Linked DNA regions of Rattus norvegicus: region 2 is linked to region 1. The links are chromatin contacts, called in public Hi-C maps. All regions are on one chromosome and are shown on one strand. Each heading gives the region's core, a stretch centred on a gene start, on an enhancer-like site or on the middle of the called end of the contact. The rest is flanking DNA. Distances are from core to core; before and after follow the strand shown.

What was found. Hi-C and Micro-C count contacts between places; a contact is called where the count stands out from the background.
Region 2: a contact with region 1 is called in a Hi-C map of Schwann cells, with 5 times the contacts expected there. The contact joins the promoter of Cfap91 here to the enhancer-like site in region 1. A contact is called at or near these places in 11 of 12 Hi-C or Micro-C datasets (the A7r5 cell line, the Rat2 cell line, Schwann cells and 7 more).

Annotation. Positions count from the first base shown.
Region 1 is chr11:75,748,758-75,753,688 of GRCr8, forward strand. Timmdc1 (translocase of inner mitochondrial membrane domain containing 1) reads left to right here. Exons shown (of 7, transcript NM_001007676.1): 5 at 188-266. Among named protein-coding and RNA genes, the nearest start is that of Timmdc1, 17 kb to the left of the region's middle. Within about 2 kb of position 2,199, at least 14 of the 93 cell types and tissues checked have an H3K27ac peak or open chromatin away from gene starts, as enhancers often do. A contact at or near this core is called in Schwann cells and hepatocytes, where this site is marked.
Region 2 is chr11:75,916,671-75,921,601 of GRCr8, forward strand. Cfap91 (cilia and flagella associated protein 91) reads left to right here and starts at 2,459. Exons shown (of 16, transcript XM_039088902.2): 1 at 2,459-2,665. The coding sequence starts at 2,545.

The DNA of each region.
Region 1 (4,931 bases), core at 949-3,448:
AAATACTTTCTTCTTACCGTAGAGCAGGCAGAAAGGTATTTTGATGGCTCTTCACACTTTCATACCTCATACCTTGTTCACGCTGGATTCAGAAAGCTCACTTCGGGGTCTGTGTTCTTACTGTGAAAGAATAGAAGTGTAGCATCTAAAGGTGATTTAACATTGCTTTTTTTCCCCTTTTAAATAGCTGTCACAGGAGGCCTTTTCAGAATAAACTTAGGTCTTCGAGGCCTGGTGGCTGGCGGTATAATTGGAGCTTTGTTGGGGTAAGTGTTAACTTGGTTTAGTCTGTCTTGTCTACTGAAGGGATTAGTACATAGAACTATATACTAATAAAGCACAAACCTAGTCCTCAGAGACTTTAAAAGATGTTTGTCTTGTATCATCAGGGGCCGTGACTATCTAGTTCCTTATTGGGGCAGTTATGAGAGGATTAAAACCAAATGCTTTTTTTAACTTAAAAATTGTGGATTTTTTTTTTTAATGTGTACATGTGTGTGTCTGTGTCTGTGCCCAAAAAGTGTCAGATCCCTTGACGTTGTCATTCCAGGCACTTGTCAGCTGCCTGGCTGGGTGCTAGGGATAAAAGTCAGGTACTCAGCAAAGACAACGCACACTCTTTCCCACTGAGCCATACCCCAGCTCTCACTGTCCACTTGTTGTATTTATAGTTATCACAGTGTAATTAAAACAGTAAATAACAACTCAGTAGCATAAACAGGATGCATATTCAAGATTCCTTTTCACGGGGTAAAATATGTGTAAACATCGCCAATATGTGAAATTACTCGTAAACAAAATATTCATAAGGAGCAAGAAAAATGACCAGAAAATTGTTCATAGAGAACACATGTGTGCTGTAGCATGTTAGAATTGTTATTTGTTTTGTTTCCATGAATACATATTTTACTTAAAGGTTCTTCTTCTTCTTCCCTAGTTAAAATGCTAGAAATTCAAAATGGTTTCAACCCTACTGAGAAGCTGGATTAATGAGTATACTAAGGCCTCATGATGGACTCAATCCCAGCCTTTAGTCCAGTGGGCAGAGGCAGACAGAGCTCTGACTGTGAGACCAACCTGCTCTATAGAGTGAGCTCCAGGACAGCCAGGGCTACGCAGAGGGCTTCTGCCTCGAAATACCCCCGTGCCCCAATAGAGAAGCTGTGTATGGGTTTGTGAAGTGGCTCAGTAAGCTTACCCCCAAGCCTGCTGTCCTGACTTGTATCCCTACAACCCACATGTTCAAAGGAAGGATCTGACTGCTGATTGTCTGTGACCTGCGCACCCATGCTCACGCACACACGTGCGCACACAGAGTAAGAAGTGTAATGGTTTAAAGACTTAGCAGGGCTGGGAAATCAGTTCAGCATCAGAGCACAAGCCCAGCATGCACAAGGCTAAGTTGAACCATTTGGGATTACCCCTAACTGTATCAGCATGCGTCTGCTAGGGAGAGTTTGCAATAGAGGTGTCAGCCCTTTCATTGCCACTGCAGTCCCCAGAGTGGTTCTCAGTTTGCTTTGATTATCCTTGCGTTAGCTTTGGGTTAAATGTTTTTGTCAGGGTTGCTACATAAGTGCAGCTGTGCCCCTGGTGTATAGCACAGCAAGAGGCATGTATGTCACCCATTATAAGCGTTAAGTATTTGGTATATTGGTGATGATCTGTGTTGGCAAGGATGGAGGTGAGAGGAAGCTGCACACACTGTTGGTGGGAATGTAAGGCAGGCAGATATCAGTGAGTATGGGGCTGCCTGGAAACTAGGGTGGATCACACTTGTATCTCAGCCCTTAGAGCAGCGGTTCTCAGCCTTCTGACGCTTCCACCTTTTAACACGGCTAGCTCCTAATGGCGTGGTGACCTCAACCATAAAATTCTTTTCTTGCTACCTCATGGCTGTAATTTAGCTACCATTGAGAGTTGCAATGTAAATATCTAATATGTCACCCCTGTGAAAGGGTCATTTAACTCCCCAAAGGGGTCAGGACCCACAGGTTGAAAACCGCTGAATTACAATATAAAAGACAGGAGTTCAAGGTCATCTTTGGCTACCTATATGATGCCAGCTTGGGCTACATGAGACCTTGTCTCAAAAAAATCAATAAACCAAAAGCAAACAGTAAAACTAAAACTGTTACATGATCCCGTGTACTATTCCCTGGCATGCACTAGAGGGAGTCTGAGTCAAACAGTCTGTGATCCGCATTTCCTCGCTGGGACTGAAAGCCAGACACTCCCTCCCTGTTCCTAGAGGCCACCCACATCTTTCTCATGGGCCATCCATGTTCAGAATAACAATCTCTCTCCTCACACTGAATCTTCTGCTCCTTTTCAGACAAAGGAGACAGCTTTTAAGCTCACTCACCCAGATAATCTCCTTCTTGATTAAACCAGAACTCCAAAATCCATATTTCCATGCAACATGGCAAAACCACAGGTGTACTAGAGACAATGGGACCCAGGAGACTGGATCCTAAAGATGAGGTGGACCAAAGTCTCATGTGATTTCCATCTTTATTCAGAGCATCAGACAGGGTCAAGAGGAATCCTTTAGTCAAGTGAACAATTACAGGACAAGTCACCCATGGCAGAGATCTTTCCACAGGGACAGCTGAATCATAGTGGCAGGTGACAGTGAGTCTCTTAGACAACTCACATCTCTCCATACACCTGGGAGGGCACAGCATGGGCCAGTCCCTAAGAACACTTGTGTGTTTTGAAGAAACTGAGGTCACAAGACTCTTTTGTCTTGTTTTGAAGTTTTCTCTCAAGCACTCAGTCCTCACACGACTCCATTCTTAGACCGTGTTCCAGCAGTGGAGGGATTCGGACAGCAAATGTGGGGAGACTTGAGGCAGGGCTCTCTATTCAGTTCCACTGCAGTTCTTTCCCATGTGATTAGGTAGGGAGCGCATGTGACTGAACACCCGTCATCCCGTCCCCACGTGCCTTTGCTGCAGTGGTTTTAACAATGCATTGACATCCTTGCACCTTGGTTTTTGGGAAGGTGCTTACAAAGACAGCCTGGTCCTGGCCATCCTTGTGTTCCCATTAATTGACATTCTTCTGAACGAGTTATCCTTCATCCCTGCTGACCCACCCATCTGCCATCCTACCACTTTGTCAGGTTGAATCATGGTTGTCTGTTCTGAAGGGAGGGGACTGAGAGGTTTGAGATGCTCTGTAGGGCAGGCCAGCCTTGACCTTGTTATCATCCTTAGCTTTCTGAATGCTGAGATTATAAGCATGATTTATTACACACAGCTGGATTTATGGATTTTATTTTACAGTTTTCTTTTTCAAGACAGGGTTTCTCTGTATACCCTTGGCTATCCTAGAACTTATTTTGTAGGCCAGGCTGGCCTTGAACTCCGAGATCTACCTTCCTCTGCCTCCTGAGTGCTGGGATTAAAGGCATATGCTGCTACCACCTGGCTTATTTTACAGTTTTTTAATTGAATGAAATTTCGTTTGTCAAAACCCACTGCTAACATTATTTTTGTTGTATTGGTAGTCTATAAGCTTGGTCTGGAGGGAAACATTGTTGAAGCTAGTGGGAAAATTTTTCCTGATAGGGTCACTAGTTTGGGCTAGCCTCAACATCCCCATGTAGCCAAGACTAAGCCTGAACTTCTGATCTTCCTACTGCTACCTCTGAGGCAGTGGGATTGCAGGCATGTACACCTGCCATTTTACCCCCTCTGTCAAACCAGCAAAAATATGTTACACTTATCATCTTGACTATTTTTTATTAGTTTTTAAAATTAGTATAGAATGGAGCATGGCATTTTCATAATACTTTGTTCTTATGGGTCCTCCCATTTTCCCACATTGTCACCATTTTAAGTATGAATTCAGTAATATTAAACATATTAATGTTGTTGTACATTACATCCCCATAATGTTTTGTCTAAAACCTGAAACTATATTTTTAAACTGTAATTCCTCTCATCACTCCACCCAGCTATTGGCAACCTTCTTTTTACTTTCCCTTCTATTTAATTTTGACATGCATACCAGAATCATACAGCATTTGAATGAATGGAATCACAACATTTCGTCCTTTTGTAACTGGCTTATTTCACTTGCTTACCAACTTGCTTGAGATTTATTTACATTGTAGCATGTAATGGTTTCTCTTTTTTAAAAAATTTATTTATTTATTACATATAAGCACACTGGAGCTGTCTTCAGACACACCAGAAGAGGGCATCAGATCCCACTACAGACGATTGTGAGCCACCATGTGGTTGCTGGAATTTGAACTCAGGACCTCTGGAAGGTCTTAACCACTAAGCCATTTCTCCAGCCCATGGTTTCTCTTTTTAGTAATACATAATTCTCTCCCTCACCCCCTCTCAGTGAGACATTTTTTAAATGTCTGCTGATGTATTTTTGGATTTCTTTTGTTTAGCAAAAAAAAAAAAAAAAGAAAGAAAGAAAGAGAATGTAAATGAGATTATTGAAATTCTGGCCAGAGAGAATTTGCCTTATAAAATTTTTATCTTGAGAACATAGGGACCAAATCCTGTTTGTCCCTATGATGATTATCTAAATCAGTCTCTTTTGTGCATGCACACACATTTTTTTGTATACATGTGCATTATGTTCATGGGTGTGGAGACTAGAAATCAATGTTGGGTGTCTTCCTTGATCGCTCTCTACCTTTTTGTTTATCTATCTATCTATCTATCTATCTATCTATCTATCTATCTATCTATCTATCTAGTCACACTGGGGTTCAAATTGAGGGCCTTGACCCACAGGAAGGGCTTTACCACTAAGCTGTGTCTTCAGCTCCATCCACTTTACTTTTAAAATGGGATCACTCACTGAAGCTGGAGCTCACTGACTGGCTCAAGATTCCCCTCTCCCCACCTCCCCTGTACAGGAGTAGAGGTACATGCTACCACACCTGACTTCTTACCTGG
Region 2 (4,931 bases), core at 1,209-3,708, 170 kb after region 1:
CCCAGTTCCTAGGGACCATCTGCAAATTTCTTGCAATGTGGAGTTCCCCACCATGGTCACTTGTTTCCTCAAAATCACCTATGAAGAGAGAGCACAATGAGTATTAAAGTCTCTGTCAAAGAATTAGTCACATAACCACTTACTTCCCAACATGGTTTGTAGAGTCTTTTGGCTAACACAGGCCCTAATACTGACAGAGTCAATATCGTGTTCCTCTCAAACCTATAGGTTGCATCCAGCCCAGGATAGTTATGAAGGCATTCCAGCCTGAACTTGCTTAAAACATTGGATTTTCTTTTTTAAATATTTGTTAGCATTGTGTGTGTGATGGGGAGATGGTATGTGGATGTCAGGGGACAACTTTGTGGAGTTGGTTCTCTCCTTCCACTTTTATATGGATTCTGGAAATCAAACTCGAAATCTCAGGCTTGCATTGTCTCTGATGGCAAGCAACTTTCCCTCCAGAGGACCCAACATTAAGGCTTTTTGGTACAAAACAAAAACAAACACCATAAAACCAAAATCAAACCAAACAAACTAACCAAAAAACCAACCCTCAATTGTGAGGTGCTAGAGTTTGACCTTTATAGAGAGAAGTGACAAGGCCATGTGGCACTGTCACAGGGCTAGACATGCCTGACAGAGCAGGAACGCCAAGGGCCAGGGTCCTGTGGATCATCGTAGGAGATCGCCACAGGCTGGCTAATTATCTGAAGACAAATTTACAGCACACACTGTGTAAAAGTAGATCCAAAAATGGGGAGAAGTGTTGAAGTGACGAAAGTTCCTGGCAGGGAAAAAAATTCCCTCATTTCTATAGTTGTCGATCCATGAACCAAAACCCAATTTCTAAAATTGAGTCAACCAATTTCTAAAATGCAATCTAAAGTGGAATCTTGTTTTTAAAGCTGTAAGGTTCAAGTTAATTAGAATGTCAGATGTGTGGAAATGGATGCTACCACAGTAGCAACTCTGGAAACAATAAAACTTCATGGTTACAAATTCACAGAGGTAGACATGCCTGGTTGGATTAAAGGTATGAACCACCATGCCCAGCTCATTGCTCTGGTTTTGATGTGTAAGAAAAATAATTCAAGGGTTGGGGATTTAGCTCAGCAGTAGAGCGCTTGCCTAGTGAGTGCAAGGCCCTGGGTTCGGTCCCCAGCTCCGAAAAAAAAGAAAAAAAAAAAAAAGAAAAGAAAAATAATTCAGCGTTTTATCTTTATGATCAGGGTAACCAAATTAATATAACTTGGTTACCTGTATTTCAGGATAAGAAAGCTTTTTTTTTTTTTAATTACAAAGTGCTAGAAACTCACTGTTCTAGAACAAAATGAGGACTTCTAAAAAAATTTTAATGATACAAATTAGTAATAAATAGCATATTTTATTCAATCACGTAAATTTGAATATGTACAATACAAGTTTGGATAAAAGGATTAGAATCGGGCTGGAGAGATGGCTCAGTGGTTAAGAACATTGACTGCTCTTCCAGAGGTCCTGAGTTCAAATCCCAGCAACCACATGGTGGCTCATAACCATCTGTAATGAGATCTGATGCCCTCTTCTGGTGTGTCTGAAGACAGCTACAGTGTACTTTCATATAATACATAAATAAATAAATCTTTAAAAAATAGAATTAACTTTGTTGATGATAACAGTGACTATTTTAAATGTATCATATATCATTTGGACTAGAGTGTATACCTCAATAGTAGGGTGCTTGTAGCATATGTGAGGCCCTAAATTCAATTCCCAATGCTACAAAAATAATGAATGGATGAATAAATAAACGATATTATTATTTGAGACACTGGCTAATTTTAAGGTAAAGTGATACTATGAAATTTCTTTTTAAAAGAAGAACGGATCATGGACAAAAGCTGACTCACTTTTGCCTCTCTAGTTTGCACTTCGTTTGTTTTTAGAAGCAGAGACTATGCGTACACCATACATAATTCCAAGAGCAGTCGGCTGGAGATAGATTTCCTATTACTGAAGCCAAGCCCAAAATATAGGAGCTTGGATTTCTTCACCTTGTGGAAAGAGGCTTTTAGAAATAAAAGTACCCAATTCTAGCAGGTGAAGGGACCCCCCAGGGACTTCTAGAAGAGACTGGCTGCAAGGGCTGTCACTAGCAAATTGCTCTTGGTTTCCTCAAGTAGCCTTTCCTGGCATCTACTGGGCAGAATCCTCCATCCATCCTCTAGCCTCCTCTTCCTAGCTCCGCTTCTTTCCATGCCAGCATTTCCCCCTTCTCTTGACTACTCCCTTCGGGTAACAAGCTCCTCAGGTCGCCCCACAGTTCGCCTCTTCATTCTGCCAGGTTTGTCCACCCTGCATCCCCACATCCACTCTGCCACTCCTTCCTGCCACTTCAAACTGCCCCTCGAGGCCCAGCCCTTTCACTTCCCAGCCCTGCCTCCTGAAGCTCGCCCCGCCCCTTATCCCTGCGTGCGTCTGAGGTTGCCATAGCTACGGTGTACACGGCTACCAAGCCTCCCATAGCTGGTTTTCTGCTGGCGGGAGGAAGACGGCAGCACCATGAGCCAGACAGTGACCATTCAGGAGCCCAGGACTAACGTTCCGGGGTTTCTGTTCCAGTGCAGAGATGTGTTGAGGGCCAAGGGCAGATCGGCCACTCGAGTGTACGATTTCCTGTACGGTAAGGACTGCCCAGACCTCCCGGGGGTTGGGGGGAGGCTAATGTGACCTGGTAGGGGTATGGCGTGCTAAAAAAAACTAGCTTCAAGACAAACCTTTTGGCTCTGGACCGCATAGCTGGGACCCGAGTCCCAGCACACAGTGGGCCACGCTCTCTGCAGCACTTCGGAGGCCACAGGTGTGCTCAGCTTCTCCAAGTACCAGACCCGGGTCACCCCTTTTCCCCCCATAATTTATCATCCTGAAACCTAGTCTGGTTCATTCATTCAGGTACATATTCATAAAAGTGTGAAGTCATTTGCAGAGCTGGAAGGTGTTCTGGGTAAAGAGGTTCCAGTTTGTTTCATGTTTGTTTTCAATGGTTTCCCTCCTCCTCCTCCTCTCCTCCTCTTCCCCCTCCTCGTCCTCCTCCTCCTCCTCTCTCTCCCCTTCCTCCTCTTTTTCCAACCTTTTATTAATCAAAACATTGTTGATAAATTCAGTGCACTGCTTCCCCTAGGACCAATTAAACTCCAGTTTATGTTATGTCCCGATTTTCCTCTTGTGATCTATCTCTCCAGAGCTTAAATTCGGGTTCACGCGTGCATCATCCTCTAGAGCCTATTACAGTACCGTACACAATATTATGTATAAAAGTGTTCACTAGATTACTGGATTCACTATAAGTGCAACCATTTAAGCATGACACTTTCTTTTCCTGATTTTTGCCTTCTGTAGAACCAGGCTGTTACCTGAACCCAGCATTCGTTTCAGCCTTATGGTATTTCCTTTGGATCTCCAGACTCTTCTTCTGAAGACCCATTTCCTTGACTTAGGCTGTGTAATTACCGATTGCATGCTCTTTTACTTAGGGTTTCTGATGCTGGGACAAAACATCATGATCAAAAACAAAGTTGGGAAGGAAAGGATTTACTTAGCTTACACTTTTGCATTACTGTTCATCATCAAAGGAAATCAGGACAGGAACTCAGGCAGAGCAGGAGCCTGGAGGCAGGAGCCCATGCAGAAGCCTTGGGCAGTGTTGTTTACTGGCTTGCTTCCCTGGCTTGCTCATCTTGCTTTCTTATAGAACGCAGGACCACCAGCCCAGGGATGGCACCATGGGCTGGGCCCTCCCCCACTGATGACTAATTGAGAAAAGGCCTTATATCTAGACCTCAATGTGTTTGAATGCTTAGCCCACAGGGAGCGGCACTGTTAAGAGGTGTGGCCTGGTTGGAATGCCTTACTGGAGGAAGTGTGTCACTTTGTAGGTGGGCTTAGAGGTCCCCTATGCTCAAGCTCAAGAGGATGACAAACACGTGTAAACCAGAACTTAAGCTCTGGAGAGATAGATCGCAAATGGAAAATTGGGGTGTAACATAAGCTGGAGTTTAATTGGTCCTAGGGGAACTAGCGCACTGAGTTTATCAACGATGTTTTGATTAATAAAAGGTTGGAAGAAGAAGGCATTGCTGGAGGCATTTTCTCAACCGAGGCTCCTTCCTCTCTGATGACTCTTGTGTCAAGTTGACACACACAACCAGGCAGTATAACACTTCTGTCTCAGGGTTTATTGCTGTGAATAGACACCATGACCAAGGCAACTTATAAAGGAAAACATTTCATTGAGGCTGGCCTACAGGTTCAGAGGTTCAGTCCATCATCGTCATGGCAGGAAGCATGGCAGCATCCAGGCCGAGCTGATGCTGGGGACAGAGCTGGGAGTTATATGCACATCTTGATCCACAGGCTACGGGGAGAGACTGTGTGCCTCACTGGGTGAAGCTTGAGCATAGGGGACCTACAGAGTGACACACTTCCTCCAGTAAGGCCACACCTGCTCCAAACAGGCCACACCTCCTAATAGTGCCACTCCCTGTGGGCCCAAGCACTCAAACTCATTGAACCTATGGGGACCATACTTATTCCAGTGGTCCACTTTGTTTATTCTTGGTTTCATCTTATGAAATTAATCTAGTAAATGTTTGGCCATGGTATTTTCATCCTTTGACTCTCTCTCTCTCTCTCTCTGTCTCTCTCTCTGTCTCTCTCTCTCTCTCTTTCTGAAGGCTGCTTATGGCTTTAGTGTCACGTTGGTTGACTTTTTTCTTAAGTTTTACTTAATTTATTTTATTTAATGTGCATGAGTGTTTGCCTGTGTGTCTGTCTGTGTACCACATGTACGTCTGGTACTCTTGGAAGTCAGAAAAGAGCATTAGGTTCCGTGGAACTGGAGTTACAGATGGTTGTGAGCCACCTTGCGGGTGCTGGGAATCGAATCTGCT